4 separate regions of the Ovis aries genome follow, and regions 1, 2 and 4 are each linked to region 3. The links are chromatin contacts, called in public Hi-C maps. All regions are on one chromosome and are shown on one strand. The core of a region is the stretch at or near the end of the contact, and the rest is flanking DNA. Distances in the headings are between cores, read along the strand shown. Region 1 holds the start of SEC23A (SEC23 homolog A, COPII coat complex component). Region 2 holds the start of GEMIN2 (gem nuclear organelle associated protein 2). Region 3 holds the start of FBXO33 (F-box protein 33). Region 4 holds the start of PNN (pinin, desmosome associated protein).

The links. A called contact is a pair of places that touch in the nucleus more often than the background predicts.
Region 1: a contact with region 3 is called in a Hi-C map of liver, with 6 times the contacts expected there. The contact joins the promoter of SEC23A here to the promoter of FBXO33 in region 3. A contact is called at or near these places in 7 of 16 Hi-C or Micro-C datasets (blood, liver, omental adipose tissue and 2 more).
Region 2: a Hi-C map of tail adipose tissue shows a contact between it and region 3, with 2.4 times the contacts expected there. The contact joins the promoter of GEMIN2 here to the promoter of FBXO33 in region 3. A contact is called at or near these places in 2 of 16 Hi-C or Micro-C datasets (skin fibroblasts and tail adipose tissue).
Region 4: a Hi-C map of tail adipose tissue shows a contact between it and region 3, with 2.7 times the contacts expected there. The contact joins the promoter of PNN here to the promoter of FBXO33 in region 3. A contact is called at or near these places in 3 of 16 Hi-C or Micro-C datasets (blood, skin fibroblasts and tail adipose tissue).

What each region holds. Positions count from the first base shown.
Region 1 is chr18:46,839,991-46,846,070 of ARS-UI_Ramb_v3.0, forward strand. It overlaps SEC23A (SEC23 homolog A, COPII coat complex component), which reads right to left and starts at 4,099. Exons shown (of 20, transcript XM_004017906.5): 1 at 3,949-4,099; 2 at 1-149. The coding sequence starts at 128.
Region 2 is chr18:46,860,595-46,867,419 of ARS-UI_Ramb_v3.0, forward strand. It overlaps GEMIN2 (gem nuclear organelle associated protein 2), which reads left to right and starts at 1,580. Exons shown (of 10, transcript XM_004017907.6): 1 at 1,580-1,726; 2 at 2,106-2,190; 3 at 3,568-3,657; 4 at 3,927-3,986. The coding sequence starts at 1,590.
Region 3 is chr18:47,041,571-47,048,169 of ARS-UI_Ramb_v3.0, forward strand. It overlaps FBXO33 (F-box protein 33), which reads right to left and starts at 4,815. Exons shown (of 4, transcript XM_015102015.3): 1 at 4,210-4,815. The coding sequence starts at 4,811. LOC105603195 (a long non-coding RNA gene) reads left to right here and starts at 5,126. Exons shown (of 5, transcript XR_009597254.1): 1 at 5,126-5,646.
Region 4 is chr18:46,894,867-46,901,408 of ARS-UI_Ramb_v3.0, forward strand. It overlaps PNN (pinin, desmosome associated protein), which reads left to right and starts at 3,720. Exons shown (of 9, transcript XM_004017911.6): 1 at 3,720-3,912; 2 at 4,567-4,638; 3 at 5,015-5,083; 4 at 5,881-5,953; 5 at 6,070-6,164; 6 at 6,330-6,405. The coding sequence starts at 3,800.

The DNA of each region.
Region 1 (6,080 bases), core at 2,849-5,348, 200 kb before region 3:
GTAAATAAGGCTGCTACTGGAACGACCATTCTTGTAGCTTCCAATCGACTCGACGGCCAGACGTTCCAACTAAATCGGACTCCATCTCGCTCTTCATTTTGCTGGATGAATTCCAGATAGGTTGTCATGGTAGAGCTTGATTCTTATTTCTGTAACAAAATTAAAAGATAGTTTTAAATCCTATTAAGAAAATTCAAAGTAAGTATGTTTTTCCCAGTTCCACTGACACTCATCCATTAGAAATCATAAATGAAAGAAAATAATTATCTCAGAAAAAAATTACCAAGTGAACAATGACCTCAGTTATAACAAAATAATGAATGGCTCTACAGAACCCAAAGCTCATTAGGCCCCAAAAGAAGTATTCTTTCCTTTTTTCATTCACTCTTGAAAAAAACTACAGAAAAAATAATAAATGATAAAATTGATGTCCTATTGATTTAGGTCAAAAATGGGGAAAATCCAGGTCCTACGTTTTCTATATCAACCTTGTGAGTTACATCGTTCTAATAAACAGATTGTCAAAAACATTAAATTCTAAAATTCACATGCTTTTCTACCCAGAAGGTAGTAAGCTTCCATTAAACTTGCTAAAGATAATGCTTAAGAGTACACAACAGAAAGATTTTTCTAAAACGAGGTACTCCTATTTTAGACAGGCCATTTTTTATCATACTAATACAGGCCATTTGAGGAACAAGAAATAAACGCATGATAAGTGTGTTCCATGTGATGTATACATCACTTACTTCTTTTGCAGAAACAATTCAGAATACTTCTAACATTCCAACTTATGAGAGCATTTTAAACTCTAATTTGAGATATATAATTTCAATATAATCATTTAAACTCACTACCAGAAGAGGGAGATGCCATTTTGGTTAGGGCCTAGTATCAAAAGACATCTTCATCTTGTTATTCTCTAACTGTTTGACTAGGATGCCAGCTCTCCTACCTAGGCAACAGGTCTCTCTCATGCTCTCAAACTGCAGCAGTGGTTAGTGATGGAGGGAAATTATAAAATTTAAAGGTCTAAGAAGATAGAATCTCAAGTACTATCTGGCTGGCTAGAAGATTTGTGAGAGGGATGAATGGCATCAAGAATCGAAGAATTATCAAGGTAGGGTAGCCACAGAGCCAGCACGGATGCTGAAGTTGCTAAGAACAATGATGGGATGAGGAACTGATTCTAAAATATACGTGAGGGAAGAAAAGGTATTATTAGATATAACAGTTTTCAGAAAAATGCTCAAATATATTTTGATAATACAAATTACAGAAACTGATGCTTAACAAACCTAAGTATCTTAAACAGCTAAGAACTTTCCCTTCTTTAAAAGAAATAAGAATGTTATTAGTCAATTATATCCTAATTGAAAATATAAAAAGAAAATAACAATTAGACACTGTGTTTCCTCCTATCAGAATTTCAGAGACAACTAGGGAATTTTATACTAAGCAAAAGCAATCATGGATTTTTCAAAGATTGACAAAGGGTAGAGAGAAATCCTAAGATAACTAGATTTGTTTAGAAAAGATTATTTTAAAGCTAAATATAGGAGATGGCTTTGAGAAAAACAGAAGCATTCGAGAAAAAATGGCTGTTGAAAGATAATGATAAAACAAAGGTCAAGGATAATCAGGGGGGAGTTAGAAGATGCCAACCTTAGTTTTAGCATAGGAAACAATAAGAGCTTTCCAGCTACATGTTTACGTGAGGCCAGATTTCCTTCATACTATTCAACCAGACGACATATCAAAACAGACAGCAAGTAGATCCAAAAATCCACCTGTCTTCTATTAAGCCTGACTCAGCTGGTAAAGAATCCTCCTGCAAAGCAGGAGACCTGGGTTCAATCCCTGGGTTGGGAAGATCCCCTGGAGAAGGGAAAGGCTACCCACTTCAGTATTCTGGCCTGGAGAATTCCATGTACTGTATAGTCCATGGAGTCGCAAAGAGTAGGACATGACTGAGGGACTTTTTTGGGTTTTTTTTCCTTTTCTTTTCTTTCCTTCTGGATCCTCAATAATGTTTAAGAATATAAAGAGGCCCTGAGAATCACTTCTTTAGGACTCTAGGGCTTAATTTAAAAGCACGGAAGCTGGTAGAGAAAGGCTCTATGAAACTTATCATGAAGACATCTACACACAGGCAATGGCCAGGTTTAAGTTTCTACAAGAGGCAACAAGCCTGGATTGTAACTTGACATCCTTACTTTTTATTGAGACATACTTAGTATCACCTGATTGATATTTAAGTACAATTCCCCTCCTCTTCCTCACTGTTTGTCTCCTCAATCGCTCTGCTCTAAGATCATATTTGTTCTCTAAATCACATCTATTTATTTCTTACATTATCACTTTTCAATGGCAGTCTGAAAAATGTCCCACATTGTTCATCTTAACTGGTCCGATTACAGAGACATGCAAAACACCTCCCCAAATTCCCTCACCTTTCCAAGGAAGAAATTAATCTTAAAATCACTCACTCTGAAACAAATCCTGCCAGGCTTGGTCCCATATTCAACAACAGCATATCTGAAACAAAGTCCTTTTGCAAACCAGCTCTTTATGAAATGGCATTATTTGAAAAGCATTCTCTCCCCTCACACTGTCTGCATAAAAGCATAAAACTAAAAAATTTTGATTCAAACACTAAACTAGGATGCAGACAACATACTAGTCATTACATTTTATTAAGTGGTACAAAACATAAAAGACCATTCTAAAGAAATGGCTCCTTTTCAGCACAACTTACAATCATTGGGAATGTACTTTCTTATGGTATAACTAAAAGTAAAGAAACATTAAGTCACTTTAACCTAGCACATAAGATATATGCCCATTAGCCATTTTATAGATAGCTAAGTGAAACACATTGTAAATTGCAAGTAAAATTTGAGTTCCTTCCAATCAGATATATCTGTTAACAGACAATTAAATGTGGCTTTCCCACTTTTCTGTCCTAAAATCCTCAATGAAGTGTCTTCAACTACTTCCCACGACTAGATTTATTATACTGCACAAATAGCTTAACCTCTCTGATCCTCAAATTCTCATCAGTAAAATGAGGGGTTTGGGTTGGAAAACTACAAGGCCCCTTCCAAATCTAAAATTCTGAGCCAATTAAAAATGACTGAACTTCCAAAGTGATGTCAGTTAAGACTACTGGAGAAGGCAGAAAAGGAAGACTTAACATAAATCTATAATTAAATCTTAAACTTCTTTTAACCAAGTTCACTTGGCTAGTTATCCACTCCTTTGAGGGGTGGACCTTGAGGAAGCTCCGGGATTCAACATACTCACTCCAGTGATTACAAGAGGATTTACTATGACTTTTCCCTTCCCACCAAAACGGGAAAACATTTAGGGCCAAATGGAAGTACGGAAGATGGGTCCAATCTGAAAACTTAAGTCTATTTGTAATCAAGGCCCAAGGTGTGAGCTCTACCTGGCACTTTTCTCCTTATCCCCTTTAACTCCGAAGGCCAAACTACGAGTGTCAAGTCACCTCGGGTCAAAGTCTAGAGCTCTTCTGAAGAGACAAGGAATGAACCAAGAAGCCAAAGTACCCAGAAGCGGCGATGGGGTGGGGTGGGGTGCGGTGGGGAAGGCAGATCGGCCATGAGCGGAGGGTTGGGTGCTGCGAGAGATGCCCTAACTGCTGTTTTTCACTCGACTCTCATTTGTGATCCGGGGGAGGTGGGTGAGGGAGCCGGGTTCCCAGGCCCTTACAGAACTAAGCAGAGGTGGTAGGTGAGAAGGTGACAAGTTCAGGGCTCAAGGCAGCCCCCGACGGGCCGGGTCGCAGCCCCAGGGCACCGCTACCTAGCCCGGGGCACCCAGAGGGCAGAGTGGGCACCACCCTCGAGACCCCGGCCCGCGGACCCGCCGCCGACCTTCCCCCGCTTCCCAGCGAGCGCTCGCGGCCCCGAAATCGATCCTTACCACAGTGCCACCACGTACGAGATCCGCGCCTGTCGCAGCCTCTACCTGACAAATCCGTGCCCTCCGCCGAGCGGGAGCGGCCGTGGCACCGCAATCCCGGACCGCGCAGCCCCGCCCCCGGCCTGCGCACAGAATTCTGCTGGACCAACATGGCTGGTGCCGCCTCTGCCACGTCAAAGGGAGGGGGAGGGGCGGGGCGGGAGGGGAGGGGCGGGGATGGGGCGGGGCCATCCTGGGGGCGGGGCGAGCGAGCCGCAGAACCGCAGGGGAGGGAGCGGGACCGCGGCGGAGCCCGGAGGTTGGAGAAGGGGAGGAGAGAGGGGAGGGGAGAGAGGCGGAGACGGAGCTGGAGGGGCGGGGCGACAGTGACAAACTTGATGCGGATACCCGGGGGAGGCGCCGAAACCCGGTGGAACTAAAACGCGACGGTGGGGTGCGTCGTGGCGATGCGGTCTCCTCTCCCGGGAGTCACGGCGGATCCCAGTCCCCGTGGGCCTCCACGATGTACGACCTTCTGTCGCCAGACTCCTCACCTCGCTGAGAGAAACGGAGGTGTTCCCTAGGACATCCGCTCCTCTAGGGCCCCGGTTGATTCCAAGAACAAGCCGCATCTCCCCTGAAAAAGCAAAGTGAGAAGTTCGTTCTTTCACTTAGGGCAACAAACATTTACTGAACATTCGTCTGCTTTGTGCTAGGCACAGTAGCGATGCTATGATACCGCGTAGGCAAAAAAGGCCAAATATTCGATCTGGAAGAACTTACATACTATTTATACACTATTGATGTATTCCCAGTCAGTTTACCTACCCTCCTACACTGCCTCTGCCACCTCTCCCCCCTAAACACACACCAACACACACATACACACCCTCTACAATCTTTGGTTGATTCATCCTGATGTGTTTTCTGCTTCTCTTTTCAAGAAAGGAATTGAGCAAAATGGGAAAGACAGAAACTGGCGGGAAAGACAGAAACTGGCTGGAAAGACACGAGTTTGATGGCCTGAGGCAACCCCACCCTTCAGTGAGGAGTTTGTTGACTAAAAAAATAATATAGTCACAACTTTAAAGTAGAGAGGTATTTTATTTGGTGGGAATGTTAAGGACTTTGAGCCCAGAAGCAGCATCTCACTAGACCTGAGAAAATTGCTCCAAGGAGGCAAGAGGGGGAGTCATGCTATATACAAGTTTACAACAAAGTGGGGCAGGCAGTGTGACCATCAAAGGTTATTGTGAGGTAAGGGAAAACAACATTCAGAAAACTAAGATCATGGCATCTGGTCCCATAACTTCATGGCAAATAGATGGGGAAACAGTGGAAACAGTGGCTGACTTTATTTTGGGGGGCTCCAAAATCACTGCAGATGATGACTGCAGCCATGAAATTAAAAGATGCTTACTCCTTGGCAGGAAAGTTATGACCAACCTAGACAGCGTATCAAAAAGCAGAGACATTACTTTGCCAACAAAGATCCATCTAGTCAAAACTATGGTTTTTCCAGTAGTCATGTATGGGTGTGAGAGTTGAACTATAAAGAAAGCTGAGTGTCAAAGAACTGATGCTTTTGAACTGTGGTGTTGGAGAAGACTCTTGAGAGTCCCTTGGACTGCAAGAAGATCTAACTGTCCATCCTAAAGGAAATCAGTCCTGAATATCCATTGGAAGGACTGATGCTGAAGCTGAAACTCACATTCTTTGGCCACCTCATGTGAAGAACTGACTCACTGGAAAAGCCCCTGATGCTGGGAAAGATTGAAGGCAGGAGGAGAAGGGGATGACAGAGGATGAGATGGTTGGATCGCATCCCCGACTGAATGGACACAAGTTTGAGTAAACTCCAGGAGTTGGTGATGGACAGGGAAGCCTAGCATGCTGCAGTCCACCGGGTTGCAGAGTCGGACACGACTGAGCGACTGAACTGAACTGAACTGAAGGGAAATCAGAAATCAAGTTAAGGAATTTAGCATTCTATGTATGGGAAAATGCAAGTCTCTGGGCTCACTGACTTCATTCCTTTCATATGGACCTTAACTCTCTGGGGCCAAATCCTGTTTCCTGATTGTTTACATCCTCAATTCCTTGTTCACCGTAAGAAGCGGCAAATGTGGCAGATGGCTGCTTCCCCTAGCTTC
Region 2 (6,825 bases), core at 330-2,829, 180 kb before region 3:
ACCACCCTTACAGCAGAAAGTGAAGAGAAACTAAAAAGCCTCTTGATGAAAGTGAAAGAGGAGAGTGAAAAAGTTGGCTTAAAGCTCAACATTCAGAAAATGAAGATCATGGCATCCGGTCCCATCACTTCATGGGAAATAGATGCAGAAACAGGGGAAATACTGTCAGACTTTATTTTGGGGGGCTCCAAAATCACTGCAGATGGTGATGGCAGCCATGAAATTAAAAGACGCTTACTCCTTGGAAGAAAAGTTATGACCAACCTAGATAGCATATTCAAAAGCAGAGACATTACTAAGACATGCCGACTAAGGTCCATCTAGTCAAGGCTATGGTTTTTCCTGTGGTCATGTATGGATGTGAGAGTTGGACTGTGAAGAAGGCTGAGCGCCAAAGAATTGATGCTTTTGAACTGTGATGTTGGAGAAGACTCTTGAGAGTCCCTTGGACTGCAAGGAGATCCAATCAGTCCATTCTGAAGGAGATCAGCCCTGGGATTTCTTTGGAAGGAATGATGCTAAAGCTGAAGCTCCAGTATTTTGGCCACCTCGTGCGAAGAGTTGACTCATTGGAAAAGACTCTGATGCTGGGAGGGATTGGGGGCAGGAGGAGAAGGGGACGACAGAGGATGAGATGGCTGGATGGCATCACTGACTCGATGGACGTGAGTCTGAGTGAACTCTGGGAGTTGGTGATGGACAGGGAGGCCTCGCATGCTGCGATTCATGGGGTCGCAAAGAGTCGGACACGACTGAGCGACTGAACTGAACTCTATTATTACTAGATAATTTTGGATAAATATAAACTGATCTTTGGCACAGCCAAGTAGAAGAAATTCCTCTGGGAAACTAATTTTACATTCATTTGGCATCAGATAAATCTGTGTTGGAATCGGCTCTTCTCTTTTGTTGTTCTTGTTCAGTGGTGTCTGACTCTGCGATCCCATAGACTGAAACACGCCAGGCTTCCCTATCCTTCACCATCGCCCAGAGTTTGCTGAAACTCATGTCCCTGGGGTTGGTGATGCCATCCAAGGATCTCATCATCTGTCCTTCCCGTCTCCTCCTGCTATCAATCCTTCCCAGGGGCAGGGTCTTTTCCAATAGGTCTTCCTTAGAAGAAAGTTACAATTGTCCTTAACCCCTCTTTCAGTCGATTTCCGTCCCCACAAACTTTGCATAATACCACTTACTTTAAAAGACTAAAAATTAAATGAGGAAATGCAGGTGATGTGAATTTAAAGCTCAAGAAATGATCGTTACAGTAACTGCTCATTAACTTAAAAAGTACTTACAGTTCCCTCAATACTAATGATGCATAAAAGTTAATAACCCTCAGTCTTAGAAAGGTATAAGAATAAAACCCAGAAAAACTTCAGAACCACTTCTACAAGGAACTAAGTTCGCAGTCTTCACTACAGCACCGGACCCTTAAACTCTGGGACAAGCTTCACGTTTGCTCATGCGCAGTTACGCCCCCTAAGGCCGGCCTCTTGCTCAACTCCGCGCCTAACGCGCCTCTACGTGCGCCTGCGCTGTGACCCCAGCTCTGGCGCATGCGCTGGGTGGGACGCTCTTCATTGAAAACTATGGCGTGGGTACCTGCGGAGTCTGCGGTGGAGGAGTTGATGCCACGGCTTTTGCCGGTGGAGCCCTGCGACTTGACGGAAAGTTTCGATCCCAGCGTACCTCCGAGGACTCCCCAGGAATACCTGAGGCGGGTCCAGTGAGTGTTGGACCCTGTGCGGGTGGGCCGGTTGTCCTTACGCCCTTGGACACATCGCCCGTACCCCGCTCGACCCCAAAGTGCGATAAAGCCCCACTTCTGTTCCGTCCCCATACTCGGTCAGAACAAAATCCCTTGATTACATCTTTGTGTGAGCGAGTTTCTGTGAACTTCATTTTATTAAACCTGATTACTGGTGACAAGATACATGCTCTTAGATTGCTTTCAGTCCAGATAATTTAAGAAATTTATTGTTTAGAGCTTCCATTGCAATTCTGAAGTTTGTAATTTTATATTGAACTGTAGAAGTTGGATCGCTTGTTATACTACACATGAACAATAGTAATCACGTTTTTTTGCATTTATCACTTGTTTGTAGGATCGAAGCAGCTCAATGTCCAGATGTTGTGGTAGCTCAAATTGACCCAAAGAAGTTGAAAAGGAAGCAAAGTGTGAATATTTCTGTGAGTGTTATTACGCATCAGGGGATTTTTTTTTTTTTCCTCCCCGCAAATTAAAAGACGGAGGCTCAACCGTATAGTGTCAGAAACTATCGGACAGGATCAGTTAAAATGTAAGATTTTATTACTGTATGTTCAGTTAGACAGTTGCTTGTACTTTTTCCCCCAAAAGGACAGCTGGCGTTTACTACCTGCAGAGAGACTTTTAGTAACCCTGACATTCCTGGAGCTCGTAACACTTTAGGAGCATGACCCGATCTTCATGGAGTCTTTAAATAGGTTATTTATGCTAGCCTTTATTTTTAAGGTACCTTTTACCAGTTCACAATTATTATTGGGCTGGCATTTAATCTTAGAGTAGTTTGTATGTTTTGAATTTAACTAGGTTTTGTTTTTTAAAAATAGAAACCCAAGTATCACACTTTTCTACCTACTTGCCCACTGTGAACCTTTTCATTCATTTATTTATCCAGCACATTTTTTAACTAAGCAACTTATGTGCCAGGCACTGGGAGTACAACAGAGGATGAGACAGAAAGTCCCTACCCTTGTAGAATTTGCTCTTTCTCCTGAGGAAGACATTAAAAAAACAAACCGTTATATATTATGTCTATTGCTGTGAAGAAAGTTAACATATAATGACCAGTAAGTAACAGGGAGAACTAGTCTGGATGGAGTAGCCACAGAAAGTCCACTTGATGCTGTTTAACCTATGGTGGAAGGAGAGCAGCAGTTTTTAAATTACCACAGTTCCTTTTCCTTTTGTGTTCTAAGTAATTTGTTTATCTGATGTTTATTATCAGGAGATTTTAACTCAGACACTGTAATGTTTCATATAATTCCTTTACAGAAATTTTTAGTTGATGACAGATGGTATCTTGTATACCTCACTTTTGAAATGTTACCATACTGAGTTTTATTTCAAGGCAATATGTGATCAGTTGTGACCTATGTGCTGTTTTAAGAAACAGAAGTAGCCCTTGTAAAGTCAAATGCTTTTAATTATTTGCATTCTGCTCATACCAGAATGTTTTATTTGCATTATGTCTTTTTGCTTCAAATAGTTTTGCTATTATAGAAAGGTAGTCCTGGGTTATATCTTCAGGTCTCATACTTGGATTTTGTAGAAACTCCAACTATAAACTGTTCCAGATTGCTTTTACTAAAGCAACTGTATAAGGATCTTTTCTTGATGTTTTAAACTCAGACATAAATGAATTGCATCCTTTTTTACATCTGCAAAAAGTACTTCCTTTCTTGTGTAGTCTTACTAGCTTTATTACTCATTTTTCCTCTTGATTCTGCTTTTACTTTGCAGAGGCTTGAGAGTCTAGTGGTAACACTTAACATTGATTCTAAAATTTATGAACTGATCTCTAGCTTTCAGGATGCCAGCCTGCCCCAGAAGGATACTCCCCCACTCTGCAGTGGCAACAGCAACAAGTGGCACAATTTTCAACTGTTCGGCAGGTAGCTGTACTTTAATCATTTAATCAAATTAAAGCCTTCCGTCAGATTTATTTCTGTTTTTAGACTGTAGTTGGAAAAATTGGGGCTGCTAAATATGTAACGATAAGAATATTCATGAATCAATTACCAAATTATTATTATTATAATCACTTGACATAATACAATTTGAAACATTTTCCAGGCTTTAAGATTGTTAGAATGTTGTGCAGCAATTGATTTCTTTTGAGTTATCCATTCTATGATCATTTGTCTGATTTCTCTTCCTTTAGAGTGTGAACAGACATAGAAGTCACTGGAAATCACAACAGCTGGATAGTAACGTGACCATGGTATGTAAGTTTCTCTCTTTAGATCGTAACTATTATAACTATTGATTGTAACTATTATAGCTATTTGAAATAGTCCGTATTTACTTCCAGTTCTTAAAGATTCTCTTGTTTAATCCATATTATTTTCATTCTCTCCCATCTACTATTAATAGTAACAGTTCCATTGTCTTTTCGCCTGAAAAGGGTAGAATAAGTAATGCAAGTTATGTTTATGACACCCTTAATCCACATCTTGAGAGACTTTGGATCAGTCTCTACAAGTCTGTAAAGGTTCTTCTAGACATTTGGTTTTCAAGAAAGTAAATACGTTTTCAGTATTTACAAAAAGATTGAATAAAGGCTCCTTGGATTTTCTTGATGAGGTAATGGTGCCAATACCAATGATTGACTTTTTAGTAAAGTTTGTCATGCTTACTGGAAAGTACCATTTGATGTTTTATCAGCTTAGACTAATTTTTTAAAATTTGTAATTGGAAGATAACTGTTTTACAGTATTGTGTTGGTCTCTGTCCTACATCAACATGAATGGTTTACATATGTCCTCTCCCTCTTGAACCTCATTCGCACCTCCCACCCCATCCAACCCCTTTAGGTTGTCACAGAGCACCTGATTTGAGTTTCTTGTCTCATCCAGCAAATTTCTACTGGCTGTCTATTTTACATAGTAATTTATATGTTCCATGCTGCTCTCCCAATTCTTCCCACCTTCTGCTTCTCACACTGTGTCCACAAGTCTGTATCCTATGTCTGTATCTCCATTGAAAAAGTGAAAGTGTTTGTCACTCAATTGTGTCTGACTCTTTGCAACCCTATGGCCTGTAGCCCACCAGACTCCTCTGTCCATGGGATTTCCCAGGGAAGAATACTGGAGTGGGTTGCCATTTCCTTCTCCAGGGGATCTTTCCAACCCAGGGATTGAAGCCAAGACTCCTGCATTGGCAGGCCGATTCTTTACTGCTGAGCAACCAGGGAACCTCTTTAACCTCTTATGGAGTCTCATATTCTGGAGAATCAAATGAAAGCTGTTTATTTTCAGAGAGGGGAAAACACACCTATTCATACAATTTTGCTCATTGTTTCAGGTGGTTCATAGATTTCAGGGGGTTCTTTTGGCCATGCTGTGCTCCCCGTGGGATCTTGGTTCCCTCACCAGGGATCAAACCCATGTAGTGTAAGCATGGAGTCCTAACCGTTGGCCCACCAGGGAATTCCCCACAGATTTCAGATTTTAGAAGCTTCTTCTAGGCAGTGCTTCCTAACGTGTTTTAAATGGTGTCACTTTGGGATAAATGGAGGAAGCTGTTCTCATGGCCTAAGACTACCAGCTGAAATCTGAGAGATTCAGTGTAACCTCTCTATATGCTTCTGTATACTTGTTGGATGCTCTGCTCTAGGAAAAGTGTGAAAGACACTAACATCACTTGCCCAAGATCATTTAACTCATAAAAAGTATAGCTGATATAGAGACCAAACTTTGTCTGATTCGAAAGCCTTTCACTGTACGGTGAGGTCTCCTGGTAAGAAGAAGGAGAGGACGGTAGGTAGGTAGATACATTTTTTTCCTTGCTCAAGGTAAGGACTTTTGGGTACCTATATAATTCAAAAAGAAGCTGCACCAGTAACAGGATGGTGATATAATTTTGTCAAAAGAGAAATGACAGCATAATTGATTGATTTAATAAATGAAGATCCTCCGTCAAAACAATGGAATATTACATAGCAGTAACACATATATTCATCATGGCAGATGTGAAACATGTAAATAATAAGATGAAGAATTTTTAAAGCAACCTCTGAAGGCAACTATGTAAATATGAACATTGATTGATTGATTGATCTAATCATTTGTTAAACACCAACCGTATGTAATAATTAGGATTTTCAGTGCTACCTGAAGCAGAAACAGTCTCTGACCTAATGGAGTAATGGGAAAACATTGTTCCAGGACAGTAGGCTTTTACCTATTAGGGGTTTTGTTCTCCTTCTGAGGATCTAATGAAAGCTCTTTCTCCTCAGGGGGGAAAACTGCATATGTATGTAGAATGATTTGTGAGGTGATGTGCCCAAATAAAAATTGTTCTGTTAACTGAATCATTTTGCTATACACCTGAAACTAACTCTATTATAAATCAACTATAAATAAATTTAAAAAATTTAGGTTCTGTTAGGGTTGAGCTGAAAGGTCATGCTTTTTTCATCTGACAATGTAGAATAAATCTATTCCCTCTTTGATTGGACAGCCTTTTATGTGAAGTATGTAATTATGTCTCCTTCCTTGGGATAAATAGGCTTCATTCTTGTAAGCATTCTTAGTGTATTTTTTTTTATATCAATTTTACGTCTTTATCACCCTCTTTTGAGCACTTCCTTGCTTGTCAGTGTTCATTAAAGTATGATCCAGACTGAAAATGTCCCACATATGGTGTGGCCACCTGGGTCCTGTTCTGGTTTGCTAGGACTGCTGTAACAAACCACCACAGATGGAGCGGCTTACCAAACAGTAAGGTATTCTCACAGCTTTGTGGGTTAGAGGGCTAAGATCGAGGTGTCAGCAGGTTTCTCTCAAGGCCACTGTCTCTGGCTTGCAGATGGCCACCTAGCTGGGTCCCCACGTGGCCTTCTGTGTGCGTACACATCCCTAATGTCTTTTTATCGGAATTTCCTCTTTCCCACAAGAATGTCAGTCAGATTAGATTAGGACCCACTCTACCCACCTCATTTTAACTTAATCATTGCTGTAAAGACTCAGTCTCCTAACCAGCACATGCTGGAGGTGAGGATCTCAGCATAGGAATTTTGAGGGGACACAGTTCACTCCATTACAAGCACTGTATGTTTG
Region 3 (6,599 bases), core at 3,565-6,064:
AGAATATACCTATTGACTAGCTGCTGCTGCTAAGTCACTTCAGTCGTGTCTGACTCTGTGCGACCGCATAGCCGGCAACCCACCAGGCTCCCCCCGGTCCCTGGGATTCTCCAGGCAAGAACACGGGAGTGGGTTGCCATTTCCTTCTCCAATGCATGAAAGTGAAAAGTGAAAGTGAAGTCGCTTAGTTGTGTCTGACCCTCAGCGACCCCATGGACTGCAGCCGTCCAGGCTCCTCCGCCCATGGGATTTTCCAGGCAAGAGTACTGGAGTGGGGTGCCATTGCCTTCTCTGCCTATGGACTAGAGAAAGCCCTAATTCCTCTCAGCAGCCCTCCAAGGAGATTAGTTTCTTCATCAGGTTAGTCTCCTTTCTGCTCCATGACCTTGAAGCTATCCCCACGGAGTCACTTTAATCTGTCAGTTTTAAGGTGAGGAGTCTGTTAGGTAAGGTATCTATTCTCTAAAAGCAACTATCTCTTGGGCAGCAAGGACTGGTCAGAGTCCCAGTATATTTTAATACACATATTCTCCAAATGGGTGTTTTAAAACAAATAAGAAAAGTTAGCTCTCAAAAGTGAAATATTATTATTGCATGTATTTATTGCTCTGTGATGGGAAAAATATTTCAAGAAAAATAAGGCTCAGGGTTGTTGGAGATAATACCTTCAAGAATTTCCTACCTTCTTGGATAGTAATAGGAAATGTCCAAAGAATTTTTAATCTATTTTAAGATGTATTTTTAGATTGCCTTATCAGTTGCTGGGTCTTGGTATACTGATGTTGAAAAAAATATTAAGATAAGATTCTCTGTGACTGCACGTGCCAAGTCAGCAGACCCCATTTAAGAATTATTGATAGATGTTCTACTACTAGGAGGGTATATAAGCAGGCACAGTCAAAAAACTGGTCAATCTAGATAGTTAGATCTTTTTTAAATTGGAGGATAATTGCTTTACAATATTGTGTTAGTTTCTGCTATAAATCAATGTGAATCAGCCATAAATATACATATGTCCCTTCCCTCTTGAACCTCCGCCCCCCCAGCCCATGTAGTTAGATTTTAACAAGGAAATCACTCTTATACAAAGTCTCTCTGGCTTGCATCTTTTAGAAAAGTACTGCCCTCAATTAATATTTCATCCAAAAAAGGCTCATATTTATATAGCCTTAAAAGGCAAAATATTTATATAGTCCAGGAAAGTATAAATCACATGTTGACAATGTACCTATGCTTACTGATTAAGAATAAGTATTTTTATTGACTGAGTCTATTAGCTATTATCATAAATCTTATTGTCCCTGAAGTCTCATTTTTCCTAAGGAGTATGAAAAACAGCATTTTAATAGGTAGTACTCAACTTGACAGCCAGGTTAAAATCTAAAAATGCATATTTTTATTTGTTGTTTTGAACTTCTAAGTACAATTTCCTATAGAAGAAATTCAGCCGATTTAACTTACAATATAGTTGAATGTGTACTTATTTTTTTCTTTTTTAGTATTTTGAATACTAATTTTTTATTTACGTTCTGACTGTTGATAAAGAAGGCAGGTATCCTAGCCTCCTCTGGAGAAGTGAACTGTGAGAGGCATTTCTGTACCTCTTTGATACTCAGCAGTTGTCCCAAACATCTAAGAAATTGGTAAGGTGGCTACAATCACTGAGAGTACATGTGCATATCCAGGAATTAAGCAAAACAAAATGCCAATTATTATCTCAGAACAGTACCCTTGAAAAGTTCCCACAATTCAAGGTTATGGTTTTAGTTCTTTAACTCAGAGACAAGAAAATAACTGAAACACAGCAAAATAAAAGTTTGAATTGTATGAAGTTCAACATAAAGGAGGAAGCATAAAGTTTGTGACTTGGTAAGTTCACATCCTCTTCTTCTACCTAAAAAATGGTAGAAATCATAAGGCAAAAGCATTGTAACATTTACCTTGGAAATGGAAAGAACAATGTCAAATATTGATTTTTCTCATTAATTATTGAATTTTATGGTTTTAGAAAATCAAAGAACACTAAACACTAAAGCATTTGAGTCATTCTTCATTGAGCCTGAGTTTGATGTTTAAGTGATTATGAAGGAAACAAGAATAGGCTTTATCAGAGTTATCAAATAAACATCTTGGTTTAAAACATTTTCAAATTTCTCTGAAGAAAATTAGTTTCACTTAAATTTTTAACATCCTTATTAGTACTTCCCATATTAGTAGAGTATCTCAAAATATTTTCAAAAATAAAGCTGAGACTTTCTTTCCAAATATATAAAGATTATTTAGAGAGCAGTCTTATAGACAAGTAGATTGAGATGCTAAAGAAGAGGTAGGTTCACTTTTATTTGTTTACTTTACCTCAACACACACAGCTAAAAAAATAAAAATTGATAGGGGTGAGGAAGGGAGCCGGAAAAAAATTAAACAACAAAGGGAAGATGTGATATATTACTATTTTGCCTTTACCTGTCCAACCAACCAATCAGTTAAAAGGAACTAGATAAAAACTTTGTAAAGTGGGTTCTTACTTGGACAAAAGACATGCATTTTTAAATGACTGCTCAGAACTGCTATCTAATCTCAAGAAAAATCTAACTGATACTGGCAAATTACTTGACCCTGTTAGTTTCAGTTTCCTTTCTATAAAGAAGCCACCCCACTTCTACCCTCCATTGAATCATCAGTAGTAAGTGCTCACTACTGACTCTAATCTCTGGGTCAGCTGGGCCTCCAGCCACACATCCAACTCTGACAGAAAGTCTCCAACATGATCAAGACCAACTTATGGCCTTAAACGGCCTCTTTTGCCACATAAAAGCAAAGTGAGGAAATAAAATGGCTTGGTGTGAAAAGCTAGGAAAATACACAGCATACTGGGATGATGCAGCCATGCTCCAGATACAACTTGCAGCTAATGCTTATTTTCCACCCTTGTGATTCAGAGAATTAGGAATACAGATATATCCATCTCACTTAGCATAACCAGGACCTTCACTCCATCCTGTTCAACGAAATGTATTTACAGCAAAACGAAGTACACTGCTGTCAGAGAAAAACAATGCTGTATGAAATAATGTGCAAATTATCTGACCCTGTTATGTTTCAGTTTCCTTTCTATAAAGCAGGGATAATAGCAGCTGTCCTAACTCACAGGTTCGGCTGAAAGGATCAAATAAGATCCTGAATGTGAAACTACTTGCAAACTGCTAAACTATTACTGCTACCTAAGTTGTTCCTTTTTTGAACTTATGAACTTTCCTCTACCTCACAGTTTAATTTTAAGCTTAGTTAGAATGTCCAGATAGAGAAAATCTACCTTAATAGGATCCTGGAGAGGGCGATAGATAAATAATGGAAAAGACTGATGAGGACGACGGGCCAGAACACAGGAAGTTAGACCCAGATTTACAGCAAAGTCTTGATGCAAAATCAGGACAGTTTGGGCTTACTCTTTGCAGACACTGGCCAGTTCCCCCAACACACGCAAACACCAAGCTGTACGGTGCTACTTTTAGGTGAATCACTGGGGACAAGTTGAGTCTGGAGGTGCAAAAGGGAGGGACCTTCTAATCCTGATGATCCGGCAGTACCCTGATCCCTTAAAAAAAAAAAAAAAATTCCTCCTACTCTTTGTGCCTGGCCTAGTTAAAACCATTCCCGGTAAGAAAATGGCTGTCAAAGATTTCTTTTTTTGCTGGGAGAGTCTCGAACCCATGCGAAACCTGTGGCATACCTACTCCCTCCGCCACCACGAACTATTTTGATCGGATAGGTTCAGAATAAAACAATAACAACAAAAACACAAATTAGTTTTGTTTCTCCCCAGACTCATTCTCAGGCCTCACCCTCCAAGCTTCAGCTCTCATCTGTAAAATGAATGACCGCGCCTGTCAACTCCATCCCACTGCTGCCGTTCAAGGATGAATGAGACAGTGCCTGGAAGGCGCCAGGAGTGCTGTCTGATAAACACCAAGCCCATCACTGTTTATAAAGTATTAGGATGAGTCCTGTTATGTCCTCCCGCCTCAAGGAAATCTCCGGATTAGAACTGACACCCCTAGTCACTGAAAAAAGCAACGCTGAAGCGGGCGGGGCGTTTCCACACTGAATCTATTTCGAGGTGAGAGGAAGGAGACGACCCTGAGCCTCGGGAAGTGGAGGCGGGGGTGGGGGTGGGGAGGAGGAGGAATGGAGGGGTTGCGAAGAGCCTACCTGTTGTTCCGGATGCTGACTAGCACGCACAGGACCAGCTCTAAGTAGGTGCGCAGCACTTCCAGCCAACGGGTTGAGAGCTGCAGGGCTTCGACTTCTTCCCCGCCAGTCCCGGCGTCCGCGCTGCCTCCATCGCCCGGGCCGCCGCCGCCGCTCAGGTAGTTCTCCGCGGCGAATTCAACACGCAGCTCTCGCACGAACCAGCCGCACTTGCGCATGAGGAATTCGAGCCGTGGCTGCTCCGCGGGCGAGACGCGGAGGCAGATGCGGAGCTGGGGCCAGAGAGCCGGATAGAAGAGGCACTCGCGCCAGTGCGAGCAGGAGGCCGAGGCCCGGAGCCGGTCAGACGCGGACAGGAAGGAGAAGATGTGCACGATCAGCTCGCTAGGCAGCGACGCGGCGCCTGCCGCCTGCCCGCACAGAGCCATTCGGCCCCGCCGCCGGCTGCCGGTCCCCGGCCGCCCCCGCAGTCCCCGGAGCAGCCCCCGCAGCCGTCGCAGCTGCTGCAGCCGCAGCCGCCGCCACCGCGCCACCCGGGCGGCCCCGGCTCGGGTTCGGGCTCCCGGTGGTCGGGGCTGCGGCACTGACAAGAACAACAACATCAATGACAAGGAAGAAGGGGGCGGAACCGTCGTGGGTCTCGGCGGAACCAAGTGCGGCACAAGTTGCGGAGAGGGGGAAAGGCCTATGCGGGGGTGGCCTCCAGATAGCCAGCCTCTGGCCTGTCAAACTTTACTCACGCGCGTCCGAGGCCTGCGCCCTCCTCAACTTAAAAACCCTCCCTTGTACTGGTTATGAGCCCGGAAGCGGCAGGATTTATTTTAAGGAACCGGGAGCCCTCCCCGCGCCTGGAGGCGGAGGCACAGCAGTGGTAGGAGCTGAGTTTGACGTCACCGGCGGTGGGAGGAGACTGGGCGTGACTGGGCGCGACTTCCGGAAGGGAGCGCCGGCTTGCCGGTAGGAAAGGGAGACGAGGCACGTGATTCCTGACGCACGTAGGCCGGTGGGGCGGGGCGGGAAGCGCTGGTGATCCCGGCAGATGGGCGCCCTCTCCCGTCTCTCAGAGACCACTCAGTCCAGTCAAGTCTGCAAATCGGTTAACTTGGGGGCTCTGGCGGTCGAAGTGGCGTTAACTCGCGTTGGTGCGAGAGGTCGCGACGCTTTTCATTATACGCTTCTGTGTTTCTGGGCTGAGGGCTCAGAGCCAGAGTGCTGGCTTGTGTCCTTCCTAGCCGTCCCGCCTGCCCCGAGTGTTGCGGAGAGTTTCTGAGAGAGAGCCCCTGAGGAGGGGAGCGGGCGCTTTCGCGGGCTCACACGGAGGGGCTGGGTAGGGAGAGGAGCCGCGCGGGCCGGGGCGGCGGAGAGGCCGGACCGAAGTCGTCAGTGGACACCGCCACCCCTCGGTCGGACCTCGAAGTGGACCTGCGCGCTCACCTGGTGTGTGGGGAAGGAATGAGGACAGCGCCACCCTTTGGATTTAGAGAGAGAGGAGAAAACAAGGCAAATGAGTTAGATCTGCTAGTCGATAATCGGCGTCTTCTCTGGGCTTCGAGGGAGGCTCCGCGTTCGCTGTTTTGAAGCCCTAGGTGTAAAGAAGCTGGTTGTTATGGTGAAGGTTTTCTTTAGCTTGGCTGCCCTCGCTTGAGAGAGGGATTTTCGAAAGAGTGTCCGTTAACTTCACCACATCTTGGAAAGTAGTAAACTGGTTGTACAGGGTAGTGAAGTCAGAAGGGAATAGGTAATTTTATGTAACAATTGAAGATTGCATTAGTGAGGCTGCCGCTTCAGAGCCTTAACTATGATCTTGAAACAGCCTAGTTTTCTTGTAATTAACTTCACGAAACTGTTCTACAAAATGTTTTTAGCTCTTTGAGGGCAAAATTCTCCATTCGTGATGCTTTGATGCCTTTTGGTGTCTTGTTGCCTGTGATACTGAGTTGTTACCTCTGAGTTATGTGTTTTACTTTTGGTAGCAGTAAAAACAAATAAAAACCAACAACAAAAAAATGCTTTCCTTCGTGGTAGAGCACGTCTCTGAACCTCTTGTCTGCAAGATATTTTTCTATGTAATTCTTATAATGATTTTATGAATGAATTAATGAGCAGTAATGGAAACAGCAATGAATTAGGAAGTTGAGACTTGGACTTGAATTTTTTATTTTTTAAATTCATTGAAATATTTTGAAGTGGACCATGGGTATCTGAATCTCCCACTTGTAAGTACTTCAGTATGTACTTCTGGAAACAATACTATATAACAAAAATAGTGTTATCACACTTAAGATAACTTCTGTTATCTTCAAGTTTATCTAGTTATCTCCCAAATATTCTTTATAGCCATCTTGTCCAAACCAGGATCCAGTTAAGGACCACACTTGTTTTTGTTGATA
Region 4 (6,542 bases), core at 2,470-4,969, 150 kb before region 3:
TCCCTGTCCATCACCAACTCAAGGAGTTCACTCAAACTCATGTTCATTGAGTTGGTGAAGCCATCCAACCATCTCTTCTGTCTTCAATCTTTCCCAGCATCAGGGTCTTTGCAAATGAGTCAGTTCTTTACATCAGGTGGCCATAGTATTGGAGTTTCAGCATCAGTCCTTCCAATGAATATTCAGGACTGATTTCCTTTAGGATGGACTAGTTGGATCTCCTTGCAGTCCAAGAGACTCTCAAGAGTCTTCTCCAACACCACAGTTCAAAAGCATCAATTCTTTGAGGCTCAGCTTTCTTTATAGTCCAACTCTCACATCCATACATGACTACTGGAAAAACCGTAGCTTTCACTAGATGGACCTTTGTTGGGATAGTAGTGTCTCTGCTTTTTAATATGCTGTCTAGGTTGGTCATAACTTTTCTTCCAAGGAGTCTTAGTTTCATGGCTGCAGTCACCATCTGCAGTGATTGCTCACAATCAGAACCATGTAATTTTTTTTTTTTCCATACCACAGCTGCAAGCAGTTTAGTTTTCCAACCAGGGATCAAACCCGAGCCCCCTGCAGTGGAAGTTTAGGAGTCTTAACCACTGCACCACCAAAGAAGTCCCAGAATCATTTAGTTATTTATCAAGACTCATCCTTCTTGGCTTCCCAGGTGGTGCTAATGGTAAAGAACCTGCCTGCCAGGAGATCCTCCTGCAGGAGATCCCTGGATCAGGAAGACTCCCTGGAGGAGGGACCAGCAATCCACTCCAGTATTCTTGCCTGGAGATTCCCATGGACAGAGGGGCCTGAGGCTATAGGCCATAGAGTTGCAAAGGCATGACTGAGCACACACACACATCCTTTTTACCCAGCTTTACGTTTTCTTTTTTTGTATAGCACTTAACCCATTTCTACCACGTTTTATAATTTACTTATGCTTTTATCTGTCTCCTCATTTTTCCCATTGCCAAACTCCTTGTGGGCAGATATCTGTATTGTACACTGACTATCCAAGTGCATGGCACATAGTAGGCATTTCATAAATATCTGTCGAATGCATAAGTACAGGAAGCATCTTTGCTTCCTGAGAAGCGTACAAACTTCGTGGAAGCAGAAACCACAGCTATCTGGTTCCAGGATTTTTGCAGAGTCCAAGTTAACAGATCAAGAATTTTAAGGATTGTTATATGAATCTAATAGTAACTCGGATTATACTGCTGGCCTGCTAAGCTTAGTCCAAGGATGCCTGGCTAACGAGTGAAGGATGAGAACACAAATATTATCCCTAACATTGTTCCTCAGAACCCATTTTAAACCAACCAGCTGCAGCCTAGCTGTAGAGGCTAATACCCGTTATCGTCGCTTTTTTTTTTTTTTTTTAGTATAGCCCTGCACATGATCTGATCATTATTTTTGTAGTTCAGTCTGTCACTGGTCTGATCATAGAATGATTCTGGACCGGCGTGATTTAGGACAGTTACATTATCTCCAGACTCAATTTCCTATCAGTAATAAGAAGCCTGAATAACAAGCTTATTCAAGCCTTTGGCTTGTGGGGGATTGCCGGGGTCCAGCCCCGGTGGATCCAGGGTGATTCGAAGGTGGGGGGACGGAGTCGGCGTCTTTGGAAAAATACATATTTAATCACAGATATAGAGAGATTAGAAATGGATAGTGTAATAGGAAGATTAGTGGAGAAAAAGAGGCTGAATAACTTGGATTACGTGGAATAGCATCCATGCTCCAGATGGGAATTCAGCCAAAAAAACGGGAGTAAGAAAGAAGCGACATGGGGGAATCAGTCTTTCCGGAAACTGATCCGATTTCTTTATTTTTGGGTTTGCTTATATACCTTTTGTTACACATAGGGATGAATACAGAGTCACACGGGGTCAGCAGTCCTGACCTTTGTCAAAATCAGGTGCTTCACATAAATGTATAAAAAAAAGGTCTTGGGGATATTACATCATCTTCTGGCCATGAGTGAGACCTGCTTACATTTTATGATCCTTTCTTTCTGATAACCAAAAAAACTTATTTCTTCCAAGGGTGTTTTTTCTTAAACCAGGCACCACCCTCCAAATAAAGTTACATTCCTATAGGGTGAGGGTGTAGTGAGTTACAATCAAGAAAGGAATTTATTCAACCCAAGGTTAACATGATTAATCTTAAAGGTTAATACTTATTTCTTCCTATATGCTAGTTATATCCATTATAAGGGTAGGGAACATGGAGATTTAGCAGCAAACATCAGCCCAACAAATGAAAATCCTTTCACCAATGCTCCCCTTAAGATCTATTTAGTCTTAAGATATGATAAAGTTACATTCTTACACAGCAAGGACACAGTGATATATAACAAAGTACAGTGATCTATTACAAAAGAGAACATCCATTAACTCAAAAAGTCTAGTATTGCTAACATCAAAAACTACTATATTTCCTTTGCTATACTCCAAATACATTGATTAATATATTCCCAAGTGCCTAAGGATATGGAGGCCTGGTGGCAATCATTGACTCAACAAGAAGAAAAAGTCCTATGCTAATTAAGACTCTCAAAATACTCCAAAACTCTGTGCTGTTTATGGTTGAGAGGTAGTAAACAATCATGTGCCTAGTGGCAGCAGTAAGGATAATCCTGTCACACAAGCTAGTCTGTCAGCAGAGAGGTTTGACCTGAGACATCCCTGTCCCACCCAGAGCAGGGAATTAGTAGCAATTATTGACACAACAAATGAAAAACCCTTCACCAATATAATTCCTAACCAACTATACTAATAATTTCTAACTCCCCAAAAGATTTGCCTTTAGTAAGTCTAAAACATCTCATGCCTCTCAGGTTAGGAGGCTGTAGACAATCACATGTGGCCAGACGAACCTATACAGGTGGGCTAGATAACCTTCAGAGGAGTCCGTAAGCTGAAACACTCTTGTCACGCCCAGGAATTTTTATTGCTTTGGAGCTGCACGTTTACTCCTTCTCAGAGAGAAACGGTTATGGGGGAGAGCCCCCCGTAAAGTCAGAGGTGTAGGTGAGAGCATAAAACCGACTCTGGTTTTGGGGTTAGATGCTCGGGAACAGGGGGTTTCCTGAGGCTTGATCACGCCTTTGCGTATGCCAAGCCTCCTTCCTCATGACCTTTGCCATGGGCGGAATTCCTCACGCTGCCCCCGGCAGGGGATAATGTATGTAAAGTGTTTCACAGAGTACAAAATAACTGTTAGCTATTAGGAGGAATGACTTTTCTTTCACTCTCTTCCCTCCGCTCTTTTAAGGTTTAACCTAATCAAGAGAAGTCTGCGCCCCTCCCACCGCCTCTCTGAGCATGCGCACCAACGGAATGGCCGCACCCTTTCCTAATCAAATCATTTACTGGGGGGAAGACGAGGAAATAGACTCGCTTGAACCCTACTCTGAGGGTATCAGGTGGTAAAATCATAAGAGGCACGTTCTCTACAGGTTAAAAGGGCCAGGAAGACCCCGCTCTCCTCACCAGAAGAGCTGGGCCGCGAACCCACGTCTCCGAGGACCCAGGTACTCAAACCCGCCCCAGCTCTGCGCTAGAAGCGGAGCCCAGCCACCCGCAGCTAATTGGGGAAGGAGGAGACCCCTGCCTCACTTTTCATTGGCCCAGAGTCACAAAGGCCGGCAGTTTCTCCCCCTTCCGGTTGCTGAGTGGTTGAGGCCGAAATACAACTCCTTTTGCCATTGGCCGAACCCAGCTGTCAGTCTTCTGGCGTCTTGCGGCGCGACACAGGCAGGCGCGGCCTATAGAGCAGTCTCGAAGCCTGCTGCAGGGAGAAGATGGCGGTCGCAGTGAGAACTTTGCAGGAGCAGCTAGAAAAGGCCAAAGAGAGCCTAAAGAATGTGGATGAGAATATTCGCAAGCTCACCGGGCGGGATCCGAATGACGTGAGGTAAGGAGTGGATGGGAAATGCTGGCTACCAGAGGCGGCCGTGAAGCCGGGGTGAATTGGGGGCGGGGAGGGCGGTCAGCCCTGAGAAGACTGGAACATCGAGGCCTGTTCGCGGGCAGCCGTGGGACCCTGTCCTCGGTGAGGTGGGAATTTCCAAGGCCTTCAGCGTTAAGTCCTGGGTCTTGGGTGCGTGAGGAAGGAGAGCGGAGCCTGGGTGCGCCGGGATGGTCTCCGGTCCTGTGGGAAGGCCGGGACTGCCGATTCCCGCCCTCGGCCCCGCAGGCCCGGAACTGCAGCACAAAGCCTTCCTCCTTCGCGGGCCACCCGATTCAGGGCTGGCCCTGGGACCTTCCGGGGACGCGGTCCGCTGCCTCACCCTCCGGCTCTTGCCCACGTGCAACTTTCTTTGGGTTGGTGAAATTTGAACCTGACTCAGGCCTGTTAACGTGTAGTGGTGTTAAGATAAATACAATTTTGTGAAACTGGTCTTGGGAAAACGAGGAAGTTAGTAAAGTGCTTATTGCCGTGTTTCGGGTTTGAAACCGTCATCTTGAAACTTTTCTGTTTATTTTCTCTTGATGGTGAACTGCACCCGTTGAAGTGTTTGGTGCTGTTAGAAACGATTGTTGAACTGATTTGTAAATTATTTTGTAGGCCCATCCAAGCCAGATTGCTCGCCCTTTCTGGTCCTGGTGGAGGTAGAGGACGTGGTAGTTTATTGCTGAGGTAAGATTTCCTTAAAATTTAATCTATTGGTACTGTACTAAATTAATGAATCGGTTTAAACAAATTTCTTGCTAGAGCCAGTGTTAAGAAAAGTTTGATTTGAAGCTGTGATTAGCTGTAGTTCTCTGTATGGTTAATTTACATACAGCTAGAGATTGAAGAATACGGTAACTATATCAGTTATGTGCAAACTTAATATATTCTCATAGATCTAAAAGAAATGCTATAAGAACATCCATCTTGAAGTAAATGTCCATTTGAGGTTACTTTATTTGGAAGAGGAGTTTTTAATAACAGCAACTAAATTATCTTCTTAAATAGAAATAACCATTTTTCTTAATTTTCATATGCTTTATGTTGGACATTTTTATTGCAGGCGTGGATTCTCAGATAGTGGAGGAGGACCCCCAGCCAAACAGAGAGACCTTGAAGGGGCAGTCAGTAGGTATGTTGGAGGACAAGATTCTGAAAGCATACTTTATTTTATGAGGTAGAATGTAAATATTTAATATTGTTGAATTGAGTTGTATTAGGATTGAGTAGTATATCACTTACTCTGAGTCTTTTCACTTGGTATTTGACTGAACTGAGATAGCCAGTATCCCTCAAAACTCAGTTCTTCATGGCAGTAACAGAAATCTTAGCACATGGAGAAGGAAATGGCAACCCACTCCAATATTTTTGCCTGGAAAAGTCCATGGACAGAGGAGCCTGGCAGGCTGCAGTCCACGGGGTTATATGACTGAGCACGCATGCATGATAGAGATTGGAGGGAGATGGGTTGGTAGCAGTAAACTGGTAGAACTAAAAAAAGAAAGCACAGTAAAGGTCAGGAGAAAGATAAGATGGAGGAGATTGTCTGTCTGTGTTACTTTCCTGTCTTATACTACAAAAGCTTAACTGGGTTGAGAGCTGCTGCTGCTGCTAAGTCACTTCAGTCGTGTCTGACTCTGTGCAGACACGACTGCGGCAGCCCATCAGGTTCCCCTGTCTCTGAGATTCTCCAGGCAGGAACACTGGAGTGGGTTGCCATTTCCTTCTCCAATGCAAAAGTGAAAATGAAGCCGCTTAGTTGTGTTTAATTCTTAGCGACCCCATAGACTGCAGCCTACCAGGCTCCTCCGCCCATGGGATTTTCCAGGCAAGAGTCCTGGAGTGGGCTGCCATTGCCTTCTCCCTGGTTGGGAGCTGTAGGAGATCAAAGTTTGAATTGGCCTTTTAAAATTCCCTTTCCTATGTCAGGCTGGGAGGGGAGCGTCGGACTCGACGAGAATCACGCCAAGAAAGCGACCCAGAGGATGATGATGTTAAGAAGGTAATTGAAATTAAAAGAACTTCATAGAGGGTGAATATAGTATTTTCACCTTACTACATTTAGTAGAGTGCTACCTGTATGTTAGTTGAATTACTGAGATTTCTTTTCTCCTGCAGCCAGCTTTGCAGTCTTCAGTTGTAGCTACCTCCAAAGAGCGCACGCGCAGAGACCTTATCCAGGATCAAAATATGGATGAAAAGGGAAAGCAAAGGTATCTTAAGTATCTTTCTGGAGGAAAACAACTCTTGTTAAATAATGCAGTTTTAAGAAAATTTTAGGAATTGTTCAAGTGTCTATACTGTGCTTCTTTTAGGACATGGCAGGTTTAAATGAAGTAGAATGTTTTGAAACTGGATTTTGTTTTTCTTTTCTTTAGGAATAGGCGAATATTTGGCTTGTTGATGGGCACCCTTCAGAAATTTAAACAAGAGTCCACTGTTGCTACCGAAAGGGTATTTATGCAGTTTTTCTTTTGCTTCCTTTATTAACCTGTCAAAGTAGTTGATTATGTGTTAAATGTTTAAAAAAAACTTAAGATTTAATTGCAAAATTCACAACATGAACTGATATTTCCTAAGGAGGGAAAAAG